Linked DNA regions of Mus musculus: region 2 is linked to region 1. A link is a contact called in public Hi-C data. All regions are on one chromosome and are shown on one strand. Each heading gives the region's core, a stretch centred on a gene start, on an enhancer-like site or on the middle of the called end of the contact. The rest is flanking DNA. Distances are from core to core; before and after follow the strand shown.

Evidence for each region. A called contact is a pair of places that touch in the nucleus more often than the background predicts.
Region 2: a contact with region 1 is called in a Hi-C map of cerebral cortex, with 1.6 times the contacts expected there. The contact joins the promoter of Galnt10 here to the enhancer-like site in region 1. A contact is called at or near these places in 1 of 39 promoter capture datasets (macrophages), 4 of 484 Hi-C or Micro-C datasets (cerebral cortex, nephron progenitors and stem cell-derived neurons) and 1 of 115 datasets of contacts at active chromatin or transcription factors (embryonic stem cells).

What each region holds. Positions count from the first base shown.
Region 1 is chr11:57,599,015-57,602,128 of GRCm38.p6, forward strand. No RefSeq gene overlaps it. Among named protein-coding and RNA genes, the nearest start is that of Gm51895, 42 kb to the left of the region's middle. Within about 2 kb of position 1,832, at least 59 of the 459 cell types and tissues checked have an H3K27ac peak or open chromatin away from gene starts, as enhancers often do. A contact at or near this core is called in cerebral cortex and stem cell-derived neurons, where this site is marked.
Region 2 is chr11:57,643,962-57,647,138 of GRCm38.p6, forward strand. Galnt10 (polypeptide N-acetylgalactosaminyltransferase 10) reads left to right here and starts at 1,481. Exons shown (of 12, transcript NM_134189.2): 1 at 1,481-1,756. The coding sequence starts at 1,598. All of the region lies in intron 2 of 4933424L21Rik (RIKEN cDNA 4933424L21 gene), which reads right to left.

The DNA of each region.
Region 1 (3,114 bases), core at 582-3,081:
CTTAACTTCTGCTAAACTGCTTGCTTCCCCCTGAAGATGCAGAGCAAAGACATCAAGATTGGATTTTGACTTTGAAAGTCCCTTGCGTTAAGCCAGTGGTTGTCAATCTGTGAGTCACGGCCCCTTTGGAGGTGGAACGACCCTTTCACAGGGGTCACCCAAGACGATCTGAAAATTAAATTACATTATAATTCAGAACATCAGCCAGATTACAGTTATGAACTAGCAGTGAAAATAATTTTGTGGTTGTGGGGGGTGTCACCACAAGAAGAGGAGCTGTATTAAAGGGTCGCAGCATTAGTAAGGTTGAGAACCACTGCTCTAAAGTGCTCGGGGCTACAGTCTTGGTCCTGCATACCTGAAGGTAGTCCCAGTCATTTGGAATAAAGGTTTCCAATTGACTATAAACTGTGTCTGAGTGGTCCTCTCTGGTGAGCTTCTGTCCTGTGTGGCTTCTAAAAGCATGTCAAAGATCTTCTCATGCTGAGTTACATCCTCCAGACAGGATCCCTAGTGAGAGCCGCTCCAGCGGGAAACTAGCTTTGTTCCAGAGGAATGAAAGAATCCTCTTTCCAGTCCTGCAGAGTGTAGGGACACGCCTTGCTAAACTATGCGATTCTGTGCAGCAAGGAGGCTCCTTGTGGCTTCTATCACATCAGGCTTGAGGAGAGATAGCTCAGTTAGGGGAGTGCTTGCCCTGCAAACCTGGAACCTGAATTCAATCCCTAGAGCTCGCATTACTAAAACACCAGGTGTGTTTGCACACACTAGTTTATCTGGCCAGAGATATTCGAATAGTCCACATGTGTGCATTCACCCTTACATTTGTGGCCTTTAAGCATATGAGGTATCATACAGTAGATACTGTTGGCATCAGGACCTCTGAAACCTGTGACATCATATAGGCGAGACCCGCAGACCTGTTGCCAAGGCAACAGCCACCATATTCCCAGAATCCACCTGGCTCATCTCCCACCTTTACCTGTGTTAATGTCATTACCCACATATATAAAGAAAAGGCCCCCATCTCTCTCTCTCTCTCTCTCCCTCTCTCCCTCTCTCCCTCCCCCTCCCTCTCCCTCCCTCTTTCTCTCTCTCTCTTTCCCCCTTCTCTTTCTGCCGCCACTTTGTCCCTCTCTCTCCCAATAAACCTCTTACACATGGAACTGTTTTAGCCTGGTGTGCTGCGTTTAGACTCGAGCCGCTATTTTAACACATCAGACACCAACCTGGGATTGTTCAAGGGCACACTCACAGAGGCCCTGTGCCGTTCCACTCTTGTTAAACGTCCAGACCCACGGCAATCAGTGCCTGAAGACATTTTCAGGCTGGGAGACTAAGCTGAATGGACTATTACTGTTGAGTGATTCAGAAACGCCAGGCAGGGGGAGGGGAATCTTTCTTTTACTTTTGTGGGTTTGTTTGTTTGTTTGAGTTTGAAGCTTTACTCATTTATTTTATTGTTTTATTGGGCTGTTGATTTTCTGTAAAGTTTCTTGTTTGTTTGCTTGTGAGGCAGTGTTTCATGTATGGTAGGTAGGTCTCCAATTTACTATGTAGCTGAGCTTGGCTTCTGCCGGTCTTGCCACCCCCCCCCTCCCCCCAAGTACTGAAATACAGGCGTTTGCACCATACTCCACTGGGAAGAACTTAGACATGGTTTGGCTCAACCTCATCCAGACCCAAAATGAGAAAGTGAGGCTGGGGGTGGCCCCATAGGGAGCTAATTTAAGTCTGAATTGAGAATAAGGCCCCCCGGGGAGCCCTTGGCCAGGCTTCTCCTTTCTGTTTGGCAAGATCAGAAGAAACCCTAGCCAGCACTCAGCAGGGCAAGCGCTTGCTGGGGCTGTGCCTGCAGTAATGCACTCCCAGGCAGGCTGGGGTGAGACAGATTATGTAGGTCATTTGGAAATCAGAAAAGCCAGCCCAGACCCTTTGCATAAAGGCTGCTTCATTTGGTCCCAGAAGATTGGATTAACATTGATTGCAGGCCCAGAGCACGGGGATAAAGAGAGTCTAAGCCAAGCACTGAGCTCTGGGTCCAGTCTCCACTGCAGTGTCTGGGGCTCCCTAAGCCAAGGGGGGCTTCCAAGAGCCTGTGTGGGCCAGCCTTCCTAGTGGGCAGAAAGCTGGAATGGCATCAAGAGGCAAGGCTGGGAAGAGGGAGATGAGAGCAAAATAAAGCCCTGGTCACTGATGGCTCTTATCTTATCCTTCAATACACAGGCAGATGTACGTACACACACACACACACACACACACACACACACACAGTCACAACGTCCAGGAGCACAGGGATCCAATATCTCAGCTGTGACTCTGCCCAGTACAAGTATCTTACTAATTCAGTAAATATTTGTGACTACCGTCAATGCACACACTTACCATTCCTTCCTACAGGGACTCATGGTGTACACTCTCCCAGATTCCAGTTAAACTACCTCCAGTCTGTCTCTTATCCTTTCCTTCCATCTCTCCAGCCTTCTCTAGTGAGACTCCCACCCCAAGGCTTAGTCAGACAAACTCCAAATGCAAGTCCACTCTTAGAGTTGCATGATTGTTATCCCAGCTTGCAGGAGGCTCCAAGGCCACCCTGAGATACATAATGGGACATTGTCTCAAAACTTTAATTAAAATTAATCCCTTAAAATAGAGCCTGCACCACACACGGAAGCTGACATTGACAATGTGGATGAGCTAGCCATGCATGCAACCGTGTTGCCTGTTAGAGACAGGAGGAGGCCGTGGAAGGAGGCTCTGAGATGCCTCACAGACTTCGGTTCAAATCCTGTCTCTGCTGCTCACTAGCTTCACATCTTAGTATGCTACTTGGCTCCCCAGAGTCCAGCAAAATCCATACAGGCAAGCATCAGGCCCTCCTCACAGGCCTGTGAGTCTGAAAGAAGCAAGCCTGAAATGCCACAAGGGCAGGGAACTCGTCTGTTTGCTCACTGATAAGGCTCAGCACCTAGAACCCAACCTGTTACAAGGAGGCAATCAACAAGCATTAATTTTATGAATGGATAACAGTAAGAAAGGTCATTGTCATGGTTTGAATGGGATTGGGTGTGTCTCCCAGAGGGCCATGCAGTGCAGATGAGTTCCCTAACAGTG
Region 2 (3,177 bases), core at 231-2,730, 45 kb after region 1:
GACATAGAGGTGTACCCTGACATAGACAAAGAGGTTTGGGGGTTTTGTTTGTTTGTTTGTTTTTTAGGTGCAAGAATTTGTATGGTCAACACCACTTGGGGGAACATACAAAGCTAGCAGCAGAACCAAAGAAAGAAAGGCCAGGCAGAGGGGGAAGGAAATATTTGACCTTAGGGAAATACAACCCAGGGACTGTGACTTTAACTGCAATGATGTGAGTGACCTAAGATGAGATTTAAAAAAAAAAATCACTGCTCAGTCTGGTGTTAGACCTGCAAGGTTAGAATTTAGGGCACTAGTCCCGGGATAGTGGTAGCCACAGGGCTCAGTGGCTTCGCTGCAGAAGCAGAGGATAGAGTCAATGCGCGCGCTGGCAGGAAGGCTAGTAAAGAGGAAGCAAGAGAGGAGGGGGAGGAGGGGGCTGCCATTGGGCATCCAGGAGCAAGCTGTTAAAAGACAGGCGCGCAGCAGAGGAGGCTCCCACAGGCTTCATGTGAGCCCAAGTCAGCAGCTCAGAAGCCAGATATTTTTGGACAAGTCAAGGCTCCCTAGTTCTGCTATGCACAGCCGAGCTTTCAGTTCTGCGCACCCCACCCCACCCCACCCCTCCGCCCAGGCTCCAGTGAGAGTTCTGCTTTTCCTTGCTCCTCACTCCTGGCCCAGTATCGGACCCACTGTGGGCGCTCGCTGGTGGTTTGAATTCGAAAGAGGAAAGGACACGAGGTTTCGGGAACGTGCTCTGGGGCACTGTGTCCAGAAGCAGTCCAAGTCCAAGTCCACTGGCTTGCATGTGCGTAAGAATAGCTCTCGCAAAGAGGCTCCGGTCATCTCCTCGATGGTTTTGCAAAGAACCCAGACTAGTGACGGAACATCCAGCACTCCACAGGTTGGAGAGGGGGATGGAAACCCAGCCGCCCACTGAGCGATGCGCAAGGTGCCCTCTGCATACAGGTTGTGGGGAGTCCCCAGGTCAAAGGCAGGTCTGGTTGGCACGTCCCGGGGCAGAACCGGGAAAAGAGTGGACTGCAGCATCCCAGCGCAGTCGGTTGTAGCATGTCCGCACAGTCCCGGGGCTCTCGCTGGCTGAGAACTTGCAGAGAGCCACGCGAATTCCCCGGGGTGTTCCCGATCGCGTGCTCCGCGGCCCCTGCGAGCGCCCAACTCCCTAACTCCGGGACTTTGGCAAAGCTGCAGCGGGCGGGGAGCAGTGGAGAAGCAGGACGCACCATTGGAGCCCACGGGGGGTGTAGCAATCAGGAGCCGGGGCCCTCTTGCATCCTGGAGGACGGAGATGCTCTATGAGTAGATGAAGAATTGAAGGATGGAGGCGAATAGGACTCAACCGTGCATCTGTTGGCGGAAGGCGAGGTGCAGGACGTGGAATGAGATGCCGAGGGATGATGGGGTTGGAGCGCACCCCCACGGCGGTGACACGGTGGAGGCGCCCGGCTCCCCCGCCGGCGAGCAGCGGAAGTGCCGCGGAGTTGGAGCGGGGCCGGCGTCGCGGCCGCTACTGCTGGCCGAACTGCTGCCGCCGCCGGGTGGACGGGCGGACGCGCAAAGCCGGGGGCGGGCGCGGCGGGGCGGACCGGCCCCGATGAGGCGCAAAGAGAAGCGGCTCTTGCAGGCGGTGGCTCTGGCTCTGGCGGCCCTGGTCCTGCTGCCCAACGTGGGGCTTTGGGCTCTGTACCGCGAGCGGCAGCCCGACGGCAGCCCTGGGGGATTGGGGGCGGCGGTGGCCCCCGCGGCGGTTCAGGTGAGTAGTCTGCGGCCGAGAGTTGGGAGTACTCTTTCTCCCACTTCGCTCCCACCCTGCAGTTCCTTGTTCTACCTATCCTTCGTGTCTGCTCTGAGGCATCCCATTTTGGGGATGGCAACATCGAGGCTTAGGGAAGGTCAAAGATTTATCCAGGCTCTTGCTCCAGCCTAAAACAGTGTTCAACCCCAGGCCCTTTCCTTAGTTTACCCCTTTCCTCTTATTGCCGTCTATAATTCCCGGCCTCTTCAGCTCTCTCTTTTTCGGAGGATCCTACCTGCATCTTCGTGCCACCCTGGATTGTTTGTTCTGAGGTAAGAGTGGAGATTCTGGTCCTTCTTGTCGGTGTTCTTCAGATAGTCTCTGCCCCTAGCCTCCACTCTCGCCTGCTGATTCTAATGTTTCAAGTCAGACCAGATCCTTCCTGGTTTGCTGTCTGCACAGGCACTCGTAGGTCTCCCATCTGGAGCGAGCTTTCTCTTCTCTCTTCTCTTCTCTTCTCTTCTCTTCTCTTCTCTTCTCTTCTCTTCTCTTCTCTTCTCTTCTCTTCTCTTCTCTTCTCTTCTCTTCTCTTCTCTTCTCTTCTCTTCTCTTCTCTTCTCTTCTTCTCCTTCCCTCCCCTTTTCCCTCCTTCCTTCCTTCCTTCCTTCCTGTGTATGTGTACCTTACCTACATGTATGTCTGTCTGCACCACACAGGTGCATGGTGCTCATTGAGGTCAGAAGAGGGCACAGGCTCCCCCAAAACTGGGGTTACAGATGGCTCTGAATCACAGTGTGGTTGCTGGGAATCTAACCTGGAAGACCAGCCACTGCTTCTAAACAAGTGATCCATCTCTCTCCCCACCTCCCACATCACCCAGTCTTTATCCTAGTCAAATTCTGTGCCTCTCTCGAGAATACTGAGCCCAGGCCCCATTGAACTTGCCACCTTTGACATGAGTCTAGCAGCTCTGGTGGAGGACTCTCCAAATGTCTCAGAGCCACAGGTGTCAAACACCCCCAGGACAGAACACCTCCAGCCTTCCTTCTTTGTACTAATGAGAGATGTTTCTTGTAGACAAAATTGAGATGGTCTGCCTCTTTAAAGTTGTATGTATGTATGTGTGTGTGCATTGTGTACGTGCATGTGTGTGTGTGTCCACGAGTGCGTGCACTTGGAGTAGCAGTCTCCTGGCTTAGATGAACTCTGTCACTTTCCTCCAGCCATCCCAGCTTCCCTACCCCAGCTCCTGGCAAGCGTGGGCACGCTACACTTGAATTATTCCTCCAGTGGGACATTTAAGAGTTGCTTACGGGATTTTCTTGGTCCTGTGGGAAGTGGGTAGATGTGCGCCAGGGTCAGCCTTGACTGACTGCTGGCTGGCCTTGAGGGAAGAGGCTGGCTTCTTGAGATTGATGCTTTACCGCCCCCCACACTCC